Regions from separate parts of the Mus musculus genome. Here region 1 is linked to region 2. The links are chromatin contacts, called in public Hi-C maps. All regions are on one chromosome and are shown on one strand. Each heading gives the region's core, a stretch centred on a gene start, on an enhancer-like site or on the middle of the called end of the contact. The rest is flanking DNA. Distances are from core to core; before and after follow the strand shown. Region 1 has its middle 72 kb from the start of Gm30790. Region 2 overlaps Gm30790 (predicted gene, 30790).

The links. A called contact is a pair of places that touch in the nucleus more often than the background predicts.
Region 1: a Hi-C map of epidermal suprabasal cells shows a contact between it and region 2, with 2.9 times the contacts expected there. The contact joins two enhancer-like sites. A contact is called at or near these places in 19 of 484 Hi-C or Micro-C datasets (the C2C12 cell line, the G1E-ER4 cell line, the N1E-115 cell line and 10 more) and 1 of 115 datasets of contacts at active chromatin or transcription factors (fibro-adipogenic progenitors).

Annotation. Positions count from the first base shown.
Region 1 is chr16:76,847,713-76,854,569 of GRCm38.p6, reverse strand. No RefSeq gene overlaps it. Among named protein-coding and RNA genes, the nearest start is that of Gm30790, 72 kb to the right of the region's middle. Within about 2 kb of position 2,864, at least 10 of the 459 cell types and tissues checked have an H3K27ac peak or open chromatin away from gene starts, as enhancers often do. A contact at or near this core is called in epidermal suprabasal cells, where this site is marked.
Region 2 is chr16:76,769,947-76,776,883 of GRCm38.p6, reverse strand. All of the region lies in intron 1 of Gm30790 (predicted gene, 30790), which reads left to right. Among named protein-coding and RNA genes, the nearest start is that of Gm30790, 5.7 kb to the left of the region's middle. Within about 2 kb of position 4,648, at least 2 of the 459 cell types and tissues checked have an H3K27ac peak or open chromatin away from gene starts, as enhancers often do. A contact at or near this core is called in epidermal suprabasal cells, where this site is marked.

The DNA.
Region 1 (6,857 bases), core at 1,615-4,114, 79 kb before region 2:
GTAATATGTAATAATATGTAATTATATTTTTGTAATTACATATATGTGATTCAGCATATCATCTATTTTTAAAAAGGCTTTTAAAATCACATTTATTTTCATGGATTATTAACATCATTCTTCCTTGTTTTTATTTCATGAAAAGTCTATAAATCTACACTCATACCAACATTTCATATATATAAAAATGTTTGAATAAAATGTCAAAGTCCTTTTTCCTTTTTTTTCATACCACAGTCTTTCACAGAGATCATTATTTTATATAAAAATTTCAATTTTGTGTCTATATATTTACAAGTATTTGAGTGTTAAACACACACACACATATGTATATATACTTATAAGCACAATATATAGGGCATATATATGTGTGTGTATGTATGCATGTATAATATATTTCATATATAGGGCATAATGTATATATGAATACAAATATTGCTAACTCAATGTTACCATATTTCTATATTCTTGCTAAATATATCTTTATATCATATATTTTATGATAGAAATAAAAACTAGGACCTTTGATCTTTAAGTATGTGCTTCCCAATGGCCTATATTCCAAGCACAGAGCTTATGCATCTATCAATGTTACAAAATGAAGTTCTTTCACATATTTCATTTTGGAGTAGCTATGGCCTTGTGGGAGGAAATGTGTCACTGTATGTCTCAGATAGCAAGTCCAGCCTCAGCGGCAGACAGTTGTTTTCTTGCTGCCTGTGGATCAAGACGTGGAATGCGAAGCTCTTTCTCCAGCACCATGCCTGCCTGCATGCTGCCATCCACACCTGCCTGCATGCCACCATGCTTCCTGCCTCGTTTCCAATGGAAATCTCTGAAACTGTAAGTTGGCCCCAATCGAATGTTTTCCTTTATCAGAGTTGGTCACTGAGTCTCTTTCCAGCAATAGAGACCTTAACAAAGACAGTCCCTAATAACACAGTTTACTCAATTCTCATTCCGTATCTACAGAAATACTTCAGTCTTTGCAGTGAGCATTTCTCCCAATCCAGTTCAAATCAAAAGATGAGTACAATGTAAATGCTGACACATACTGTCAAACTACCTACCTGATTTCAGGTTCCCACCTGTGATATATACGGATGACAATTTCCTTTAAGTCATTTCAGCATTAGACATTGTCGCTCCTTTTATTTCCAACAATCCACTGAGTAAAACATTATCTCCCTTTTTCTTGATGAATGTTCACTACAGAGAGAACCGAGTTGATAGGACATTTCCCAACACATATTCAATGAATCTTACCCATGTCTTCCTCATCCCCTCCTTCTATTCTTTCTCACCATTCCCCCTCCAATTAATCCCTTTGTTCCCAGATATTTCATGTCTTTCAGGTCATGGACATATATATGAAATTTAGGATCCACTTGTGAGTGAAGAGATGCAATATCTTTCTGAGTGGTCTAGTTAGCCTATTATGAGGATCTTCAGTTGCTTCTATGGGGTGTGTGTGTGTGTGTGTGTGTGTGTGTGTGAGAGAGAGAGAGAGAGAGAGAGAGAGAGAGAGAGAGAGAGAGAGAGAGAGAGAGAGAGAGAGAGAGAATGTGTGTGTGTGTGTGTGTGTGTGTGTGTGTGTGTGTGTGTTGGTAGTTTATAGGGTACCAATGTTGACATCAGGTCTCCCACTCAATACTTCCCCTCTGTATTGTTTTGAAGCAGGGTCTCTCACTGATTCTGAGGCTGCCAGTTGGTTGGAGTTGTCTTCAAGCCCCACGGATCTGGCCTGTTCCATCCTCTACAGCAATGGGGCTCTAGGGATGTGCTGCTCTGACACTTTTTAGGAGAGTGTTGAGGATCGAGGCTTATGACTCTGCTTATGCAGCAAGCATCTCCTAGCTGAGGCATCTCTCCAGGCTGTTATCTTACTTTCTCCCTTGGGAACCATAATCTGATTGAATGTTGTTAAAAAAAAATCAAAACCAGACATCTGAATGCATCGTGTATGTATCTTCTAGAATCATAGAATGAACAGAGCTTTGTATTTGAATTCTTAGGGTTTTTTTTTTTTTTTCTATTAAAACTGTGAGGTTACGCCGGGTTATATGGCATCTCTGTAAGCTACTAAATTATAAAGGCGGTTTAGCCATTTACCACGATATCACTGTAATCTTAAAACCAATTTTCAGTCATTTCAGGAGAATTTTCTGTGGATGGTTGTGCCAGTTTCCATGCTATTGTCTCTTGTTCAAACCACTCTCCTATAATTGCCTTGCAGCAACTGGAGCTGATGCTCAGCCTATCTCTCTCTTCTGTCGTGTTACCCGACTCCCAGTGAGGTTCTTCTGGTATGAATGGAGGAGGAGGAAGGACTTGCTCCTTCATACTCACTCCCTGTTGACTTCCTTTTGCTTGAGTAGGTTCCTGGGAATCCTCTGGGCAAAGCATTATCCTGACAACCACAGTTTTCCCCTACACGGGAGCAGCTAAGATGAGGAGGAAATCTTTTAAATATCTCTTTAAGACAAGCACTCCACCCATCCCAACCCAACACATACCTGTCCTCCAGGGTTATAACCTTCGCAGCCTTTCAAAGCCTCTCACAGGCACAGAGACAGCTATATTCACTGATAAACCAAGCCTACAACCCCACCTGTTCTGGAGGACAATATTGCTACCTCCAGTTTTGTTCTTTTAATTAGATTGGCCTTTATTTCCAATATTACCTACCTCCAGTGCACTAGCCTTTTCTTTTCTTACATCTTCAGTTGCCAGTCCACAGCTTTGTACTCGGTGGTTAGTAATTCTTTATTTTAAATTCTCCTTGTTCAGTAATGGGTGTGTTTTCTCTGTCCTCATAGAACCGGGACAGTGGCTACAAGAACAATGGGTGTTTTGTACTGCATATGTGGTGAAACTAGTAATTCAAACTCACTCTGGATATATGAGATTCCTTATAAGGATTCTATGAGATAGAAGACGATGTATTGAGCAAGGGGTGACACAATTCTTTGTAAGCATGGACAATAAAATGTTCTGCAGAGCATTGCTTGCTTTACCGCAGGGAGATTCCAGACACTGGCTTACTCCTATCCCTCCTGTGTCATAACACCATACATATTGCAGTAGCAGACTTGCTTTTCAGGATGTGATCTGGCTAATCAATGGATCTTTTTGAAGGCAGGATGTTTCAATGACCTGAGGTTATTGCAAACTTCAAAGAATTACCATAGGAACTCCATGTTTGGATAGTGTTATTGAGATGCCCCCTTTGTAATAGACATATTTGTAAAGTATGACTGCGAGATTTCAGTGTTTATATGCTGATATATTCCTGATGTAAATGTAGATTTCTAGAATGGCAGGTATGGCCACAAAACAAAAACAAAAACAAAAAACAAAACAAAACCAAAAGGATGACAGGTATGTTTGAACTTTTTTAAATAAAGTTTTGTTTGTTTGTTTGTTTGGTTGGTTGGTTGGTTTTGTTTTTTCAGGACAGGGTTTCCCTGTGTAGCCCTGGCTGTCCTGGAATTCTCTGTAGACCAGGCTGACCTCAAACTCACAGACATTCACTGCTTCCCAAGTGCTGAGATTGAAAATGTGAGCTACCACTGCCCAGCAGTTCTCTATAAAATTATTATTATTATTATTATTATTATTATTATTATTATTATCATTATATTTTCTTTATATACATTTCAAATGCTATCCTGAAAGTTCCCTATATCCTCCCCCAACCCTGCTCCCCTACCCACCCACTCCCACTTCTTGGCCCTGGTGTTCCCCTATACTGGTGCATATAAAGTTTGCTAGACCAAGGGGCCTCTCTTTCCAGTGATGGCCGACTAGGCCATCTTCTGCTACATATGCAGCTAGAGACATGAGCTCTGGGGGTACTGGTTAGTTCATATTGTTGTTCCACCTATAGGGTTGCAGACCCTCTTCAACTCCTTGGGTGCTTTCTCTAGCTTCTCCATTGGGGGCCCTGTGTTCCATCTTAGAGATGACTGTGAGCATCCTCTTCTGTATTTGCCAGGCACTGGCATAGTCTCACAGGAGACAGCTATACCAGGGTCCCCATGTGCTTATGATTTCAAGTAATCCAAAAAGTCAACTATTTAAAATAAGCATTAAAAGAAAAAAACTGGCCTGAAGAGATCGCTCAGCAGTTAAACTCAATGGGTACTCTTGCAGAGAAATATTTGACTCCCACCATTCATACAGCAATTCATGATTCTCTGCATCTCCAGTTCCAAGGGATCAGATAAATGTCCTCTTCTGACCTTCACAGGCAGCAAGCACACTCTCAGTGCAAAGACACACATGCAGGTCAAACTCCTATACACATCTAATTACATTAAAACAACAAAGCATCTCAACTGTTGCCCTGAAAGTCTTAGTGCTTAGGGACTTTTTTTTTCCCCCTTAACTGTGCACCAGTGTTTGAAAAAAGCTTGTTTGAGCCATTAGCTCACATTTTCTCCTGTATCTATACAGAGTTGAAAGTAAGCTATCAAAATTTATATTTTATTGGTTGTTTTTGATGTAATTTTGTTTTGGAAAAAGAAAGTCACGAAATATTTCAAATGTTTTTCTGTCATACATCAGGCAGCCATAGCACAGAAGAAGCAAATACATGTAGATCTATCATACTCTTTTTATTTGTAGGAGCTACATTTGATTCTTTTTTTCTTTTCTTTTCTTTTCTTTTCTTTTTTTTTTTAGGCAGTCATATCGATGGCTACTAATTACAGTTTTGTTATGGTGCTTGGTGCTTATCAATCTTTTTCCACTAAGGTCTTCAACTCTAGACCCTTAATGTAGTGTCAAAGAGAAATGGTGTCAATGAGTGAGCTTATTTAATGAATGATTTTATAGATTGTATTTTGAAGTATCAGCACCAACTCTATTTTGTGTGTGTGTGTGTGTGTGTGTGTGTGTGTGTGTGTGTGTGTGTGTGTGTGTAGCATCTTGGTAAATAGGCCAATGTCATAAAAGTTAACATTAATTGTTTTCTCATGTTCTTAAATATTAAGACTATTCTGTATGTTTCAGACATTGCCGTGATTAGGTTTTTCAACTTGACACAAATTCTCCTAGAGGAGGGGACATGAACTGAGGAATTGAACCCATTCAACTTGCCTTGATCCTTGGTGCAGGAGGGTCTCACTCACTGTGAGCAGTACTACCCCTTGAAAGACCAGCAAGCCAGAAGGAGCAAGCCAGTAAACAGCCTTTCCTTCAGGGTCTCTGCGGAAGTTCTTTTCTCCAGGTTTTTGCTTTGGATTTTCTTGATGATGGACTAAAATGTCTAAGATAAATAAATCCTTTAGTCCACAACTTAGTGTTGGCTAGTCTTTTATCACAGCAACAGATAGGCCAGACTTTTACATGGGCTATGTAACCCTATTGTGCCAATTTGCTGGAAAGGCTGTGGACTTTATGGAAAATGCCAACATTTCCTCTGAGAGTCTGAGACTTTGCTCATAAAAGAGAGAAATAAAATGTAACCATACCCAGTACAACTCAGTCCTTACTTAAGTGGGCTTGTCTAGTCAAAACACACTATGCATGTTGTGGTATTTTGCTCCTGGGGAAGGATTTATCGTCTTTGTAGTTTCTTTTTATAGTCGGTCAACAGAACTATGGAAACTTTTGGCTAGAATTCTTTAGATTTTTGTAGTTTCTCCTTTCCATGAACATCGTGCTAGATACCCATATGAATTCACATGAAAAGCTGCTGGGATTTGTGTTTTATATTTTAATTTTCCTCATATGAGTGAAAATAATGTATCTTGTTATTAAATGAAAATCTTTAGTGGTTGAATTTCTCTTCAAGGTTTCAGTTTCTGTGTCCAATATTGAAAATGAAATTTATCTACTCTAAAGATTTTTTTTTCAGAGTCATTTTGCTTCAGATTTAACAGTGATTTTTAAGTGCAACAAAACTCATGATTGTTTAATATTTGCAATTGGAGTTTAGAAAAATATCTCCCCTAGTGTAATTACTTAATGAATCATGATGAAAACCATTTGAATCTTTTCACAATTTCAGGCCTCTTCTCAATTCCTACTAATCACAACCTGCTTCAAGTTGTGAGACTTTACCCCTTATCTGCCCCTACATAAAGGGACTTATATAGCCCCATGTAGTTGAAATTAGATAGTCTGTAGATCTGGGATCTGGCACTTTCCATTTTGTGTAATAGTTTTGAGGTTCACTTATGATATTGAATATCAGTTATTACTGCTTTATTACTTGTCATTGCGGAATACTATTTCTTAATTTGGTTATACCATAACTTCATTTTAACCCTTTCACGAGTTAACAAGTATGCATTTCTAGATTTGGCTATTAAAATTAATATTTCTAAAACACGATTTGTTTTCAAACATCAAATAGACATGAGTGCTTTCCTTGGCTAAATACCTAGAAGAGCGAGGGTTGCTGAGGGAGGCAGATTTCTGACTGGTATCATAAGTGACTGAAGAGATTTCCAAAATGACCGTTCAACTTTGCAGTATATGTGCATCGGAAGGACTTCAAATGCTCTCCAACACTGACCTGTCCACTCTTGATATTTAGTTAATCGGGTAGCTTATGTATTAGCAAATGACTGTAGACTTATTTTTCACTTCTTGGATGCTTATGGATGGTGGCCTTCACTTTTCTTTAGGGAGACATGCGCTCAGAGGGTAAAGAGAAGAATGCTGACAAACAGACTCATACAATTATATTATTAAACTTTTGGCTTTTCCGTAGGATATGTGAAGAAAAGTCAAAGAAAATAGCAATTGCAAAATGAACTACCAATGCTTTAAATATGTCATGATCTCATACAATTCAATTAAATGAACCTGATGAAAAGGGGATTAAAGATGTGAGTATATAATTT
Region 2 (6,937 bases), core at 3,399-5,898:
CCTCCTAAATGTTTCATCTCTTACTACTATGGCATTGAGGTTAAAGTTCCAATGTAACTGTTAGAAGCCATATACATATTTAAGCCGTAATGTGCTCTTTTACTCATATTAGGGAGTGTAGTGGGCACTTGTTTACATAAACAATGTCAGGTGGCAATCCATCTAGCATAATAGTTCAGCCATTCTGATGTGCTGCACGTAGAACAGCATGCTGCCAAACACAGGAGGAAGAGGAAAGTCAGGAGAGAACTGGCTCTAAAGAGAAGTCTTTCCCAATCCGGTGGTCCAGAGCAATCTGGAGAGTCTAGTGGGGGAAAAGGTTAGTAGGTATGTGTGTACTGTGCTACTAACTATGGGAAGTAAACCAAATAACCCTAGTTGACAGATAAGTTAAATGATCCATTAAGCAAAGTGGTATAGCTGTTATAAACCAAGCAAAATTGCTCTAGGATCCCTGGCTGAGTATCCCAGAGAAGGAACAGTGTTTGAATCACATCCTAAGCACGGCAAATTCTCCAGGGAGGGAGACAAAATATCTCCCAATTTAGGCAGCACTAGTATCAATAGGAACGATGCAGGGAGGATCCTATTTCTCTTGTGGCATACAAGCAGGAAGGCTGGTGAAGAAAATAGACCCTCACCTGTAAGTTGCCATGGTGATAGACCCTGGACTAATAAGATCTCAGGTCTGCCGCTTCTAGAGATGGTTCAGCATGTGAGATACCAACTGCTCTAACCATTGGCAATTCGGCAGCACTGACATTGGGAGGATTAGTTAAGCCTGACCTAGACAAGGCATCCTTCCTACTACCCAAAGACCTTGTACCTTTGGTCCTTCAGGCACATTTCACTAGCACATTACATGGGAGATTTTCCTTGTGGTCATGACAGCAGTGACCATGGCAACAGTGTTTTAACTCTTGAACATTGCCTCTGTGGATCCAAGGGTCATGACAGGAGAGTCTCGGCTCACTAGCCATGGCAGCCAGATTAACAAGTACCCCCTGAAATGTCAGAAAGATTAGGGAGAGAAACTAAAAATCACTTCTATCAGTTAAACTGGAAAGTGGTTCCAAAAAAAAAAAAAAAGACACTAATATAAATAGGTGACTATCTGTCCTCGCTGGTGGATGGAATTCACAACACTTAGGTTTTACTTAAATTTGCAATCTCACATACGTAGTCATTGATGTGACTAAGAAGCATTCACTGAACCTTTGCAAGGTGCGAGACATACTGCAATGTGCTGTGGACACATTCGAAACAAAATAGACACGTCCCTAATTTTCCTTTGTGGAATTTTGAGTATAGTTATTGCATCTCTTCAAAGAAACTTGAGTTGAAAACCATGTTTTTTTTTTTTTTTTAATCTGAAACATTTAACCCAATTATGTAAAAAACAAAACAAAACAAAACAAAACAAAAGTAGAGATATGTCTGTATAATAATTACATAAAAATAAAATCCTGGAAAATGAGCATAAAGGATAGACATAGAAATAATTTTGTGTATGCAGAAATAATGATTGTGGCTATTGAATTCTATCATTTGTCAGGAATATGTGTGTGTGTTTGTGTGTGTGTGTATGTATGTATGTATATACATATATATATGTATATTCCTGCTTGTATACCACAAGGGGGATAGTTATAGTTACATTTATGTGTGTGTGTGTATGTTTGTGTATGTGTGTTTACATAATATATATATATATATTCTATAAATTTTCTTTACTACAGAATGGTTTTTCTCCTCTGTATGAGGCTCTCATCCTTTCATTTGCATTCCATAATTTCAGCATTCAGTAATGAAAGTGTCTTATGTCTATACCATCTATATGAAATAAATCCATCCCACCAATCAGGTAGAAGGTAGATATTGCAGCTGTCCTATTATTCTCACAAATTGACACATATTTTTAATTCAGGAAAACAGAGGTGAAATAGTTACATATGTTCTGACATAATAAAAATCGCCACCATGTTGTCATGATTAAATATATTTCCTTAGAATATCAGCATTCCATCTGAAATGCAGCCTGGCCATTTGGATTTGGTATTATTGGTATTATGGACATGTCAACACCTGCCACGGTAGGCAGATGTAATGAGTCAAATAAGATAAATGGTTGTTAGTACTTAAGAATTGTTAATTTTCTTCTGTCCCATCAAAAAGAAAAATTGTGTGTCTGTAGGATATGGTTCAGGCTTCTGGACAAAACAGTTGCAATCTTTTAAGGAAAGTAAAATTAAATACTACAAGGATATAGTTGAAAAAATGCTGAAGGATGGAAGTGCTAAGGGTGTCCGGAAGAATAGGTTTTCCTTGTACCTCACCCCAAGCTAATGGTGGGTGCTTAACCTGTACTGGTTAACGTAGGAAATCCCAGGCAGGAGGAAGTGTGGATCTTGTTATGAACTTGAGTAATTTGCAGATAACTAAGTAGGCTCCATGAGATTCAAGTGAAATAAAATCATTCAAAGAGTAGATATTTTAGGGAAGCCTTAAAAGTTAAGGAAAGCTATTTCATGGGTAGCGCGGCATAAGCCGTAACATGCTTTTGTATAGGGAAACGTGTGCTTTAATCAGCAGCTGTAGACGAATTCATCTGACAGCTGTGCAAAGATTTGAGGTAAGAAGGACAAGACAGGGAGACCATTAAGACAGCTAGGCGCTGGTCAATGGTGAATCATTGCCCTATACATAAAACTATGGGTTACCCATAGGAGATTTATTGTGGTAAATGGATTAGAGTGCACGTTGGAAAAGCGTAATTAAATGAAAAGACTCCAGGAGACTGAGCAGCCTGGAGGAGAGTGATGGCTTGGGAAGTTTGAGTGAAGAAGGTAAAAACCAGAATGCTTACTGTTGTAAGATCCTGGCCAACACAATGTTTTGTGTTCAAACAAAAATTCTTTTGGAAACGTGCTTGCTTAATAAATGATAATTAGAGGGACTTAAGAGAAATTATTAACAGTGCCCTGACTCTCACTGACCTATAGCACACGGGTAAAATATACACATTATGAAGCAATGTTTAGAGAAAATGGAGTATTGAGGTCACTGTAAGTCCCTATATCCACAAACAGGTCATTATCAGAGATCATCTCTAGATCAAAATGTGAAAAATGTACCATGTTCAAATTAGCATGCAAAATAAAACATCATTGCCAAGTAAATTATGTGATTATGCCATGAATAATTCATCAGTGCTGGCAATACAATTAGCTGCTTATAATATAATGATGAAACTATTACATTCATGTACAGTAAGTCTGACCCAAATTGTTCTAATAGTAAGACCAGGTCCAAATGCAAAAGAAAGCCTCCACTGTCTCTAGTCCAGAGCCACACAATGGAATTTCTTGCTTGTAAGACAAAGATAGAGTAAGTAGGCAAAGCTCATTCATGGTTAAAATCAGTTACATAAAAATGAGATAATTTCATATATGTACATTTTATAAGATCCTGAGTAAAATTACTTATGCCAGTATTGTGATCTAGTAGATATGATACACACACACACACACATATCTTAGCCAACATTAAGATTTTTACATAAAAAGCATGTAGACAAAAACAGTATCTAGGAGTCTTATTTTTATATGTTTTATTTTGTGTACAGACCTTTAGCTTGCATGTATATCTGGGTATCTTGTGTGTGTGTCTGGTGGCTATGCAGGTCAGAAGAGAGTCTGGATCCTTGTCACTGGAGTCACAGAGAACTGCGTACCAGCATGCGGGTGCTATGAATATAGTGGAGGCCCTCAGCAAAAGCAACCAGTTCTCTTAAGCAACAAAACATTGCTCCAGCATCTATTCTTACTTCTCAATTTAATTTCATTTATTAGTCTATCTGGTGTGTGTGTGTGTGTGTGTGTGTGTGTGTGTGTGTGTGTGTGTACACGCATGTATACAATACGATGCACATGTGCAAGTGTGGGCACACATGTGAAAGTCCACGGATGACTTTCAGAAGTTGTTTTTTTCCACATCCTTGGGTTTCTAGCCCTTATTACCTGCTGTGCCATCTCACTGACCCAATAGCTGACTGTTGTGAATGAGAAGCTCTTTAGCTATAATGAATCATCGCTCAGCCTTTCTACAGAGCAAAATCACGAGGTTGGACACACATGAGATGCTCAATGCTGGGCCTGGATCAATAAGGACATGGTGTCTATGGTCAACTTGTAGAAAAAAAAATTTCTGGAGATTCTATTTCACTCAGCTTACTTCAATCATCTTCATGATGAAATTTGTTCTCTCTCTCTTGGACTGCGATTCTGTTGGCTTAAGGCTGAGTTTGCCCATTACTAGTCAGTATGGGGTTTTACTTGGTACTTAAATTCCATGGTCTTTAAGTGCTGCCAAATCTTACAACAAAGGACCCACCTGGGCACAACGGTTCCAGGTTACTGCTACTAAGTTTTTACTACCAATTAATGGGCAACAGTGACATATGACCAAACACAGTGTGCCCTTCTAAAAGCCGTGATCCTGTCACCTGGTTGCTGTCGTGTCAGCGAGCACCCTGCGGGCGAGAAGGCAATATGGTTGTGAAGTTTGAGTGAGATTCTGCTCTGTCAGCAGGATTTCTTTTTCATAGGGCATTCCCACAAGAGCAGTTCAGAGTCTGTCATCACATGTCTTGATTATATCACCTGCTATATGCATAAATGAATATTTCCTTCACATTCCATCAGTGTGTATGTATGACATCTATATGGCAGAATATGTTCATAGAAAAAAAAGCCTCATCTTATGATTTTCATATGTATAGGGCCTTTTAATGTATGTACCCTTCCACACAGAAAACCAACTTAAAAATGTTACTACCAGCTGTGGTAAAATACATTGCAATCCTGCAAAACCTGTTGATTGAGAAATATTTAAAACGCTGAATAAGATACAAAAGCCCATTCGAACACACCCGTGCTTACACTCCCGAGCCAGCAAGAGTGGCTAGATCAAGCACAAGCATGAATCCAGGACAAGGAGAGCTGGCAGAGCTGCGCATGTCTTCTAGAACCATGTGAAGAGGAGCTTTGAGTCCTACAGTCCACATAGAGTTTGAAAGTATAAAACTGTGGGCTTCTGAATATGAGCCAAACCGTGGGGTAAAGGTGGAATTCCAAAAAGACCCTCCATGAAATGCTTAGGAGCAAGATCAAGTAGCTGTCATACCAAGGATGGCATCGAGGGAAACGGACTCTTCCCTACGGGATATAGGGTGAAAGCAAAACAAACAAACAAACAAAAAAACAATAAACAAATTAATAATTCAATCTAGCAAGACGTGGTTCAATCCGTCCAAATCACAGATCCCTCTACACAGTCATAAAGGGCAATCTAAAAAGAAAACGACACTCTTTTTTTTTTTTTTAATACGGAGCATTAAAAAGAACAAAATACTTAGGAATACATTTAAGCAAAGAGACAACAAACATTGCATTACAAAAATGCCAATATAAAACCTAAACCCTCAGAGAAACCTACTTTGTTCCTGAATGAGAAGACACTGTTGGGAAGATGACATTGATACCCGAAGCCATCTATGGGTTCTATCAAATACTTGTGCTGGAATGTTTAAGGCAGCCTTCTTCCCAGTAGTTACAAAGGTGACAATCTAGCTCAGTGTCTATCACTTGCCTCACATGAATAAGGGTTTGACCTCTACTACCCCACCTGGAAGCAGAAATTAGATTGTAACAGCAAATGCTGTATGATTCCATTTATACGCCACACCCAGAACAGGCAACTCTATAGGTGTAGAAGGCACTTTAGTCGTTGACTGGGACTAGAAGAGCAGATAGTGGGAAGAAACTGCTTGCTACTCTGCAAAGGGCTTCCATTTGCAGTTAAGAAAGCATACTGGAAGTGTATTCAGATGGTGGTGACCCTTCTGTAAGGCTGATTTACAAAATTCCACTGAGTGTATTCTTAAGTGGTTCGTTTCCTAGTATAGAAAATCTACCTTGATTTGGAAAAAACACAAAACAGAACACAAAACAAACTCACAAGTCAAAAGCTCTTTCTCCAAAGAGATTTTCGAACACATATTGACCCTGATTTGGGTCTATACTCTGAATTTATTTTGCCAGCTGATTGGTTGTGCCAGCTGGTGGGTGGTATTCGCTGGAGAAGTACTCTCTCAGTCTAGGACTCAGAATAGCCCCACAGAAGTCTCAGCAAGCCTAACCTCGGAAGAACAAGAAAAGTATAAAATGCATCAGGAAATAAAACCACCAACTCCAATAGGAAGCACACACTCGCAAGGATTACAGATAGTAGAATTACTGAATTTAGCACGGATAAGAATGCCCCATATTTAGAGCTTCTTTTAAAAGAAAGGCAGCAAGTATGGGAGCAATGAATATGGACTGCAAAAATTGACCAGACAGAATTTATTTTAAATTTAAAATTTGCAAAAACAGTTGGTCTGGGAGTTCTATGTCAACTTGGCATAAGATTTAGGAGGAAGAAACCTCAACGGAGACTGTGCCACCAGCAGAGATTGGTCTGTGGGAAAGCCTCTGGAACTTTCTCCTGATTGGTGACAAATGTTAGTGGCTCCAACTCTATGGGCAATATCACTCCTGGGCGGGTGGTCCTAGATGCTGTAAGAATGGAGGCTGAGCAAGCCATGGGCAACAAGGTAGTAACACTTCTCTATGGCCTCTGCATGAATTTCTGCCTCCAGGTTTTTGACTTGAGTTCTGTCCTGACTTCCCTCAGGAGTGGAGTATCACCTGAAAGCTGTAAGCTAAACTAATCCCTTGACTTCCCAAGTTGCTTTTGGTCTTGGTGTTTTATCCTGACAACAGAAATCTTCATGAAAACAATACTTAAAATGGAAAGATGTGATTTTCGAAATTTAATTGTGAGTAGAAATTAAACACCATACCCAGCTAAAGAGACAACCCACAACTGGAAAATA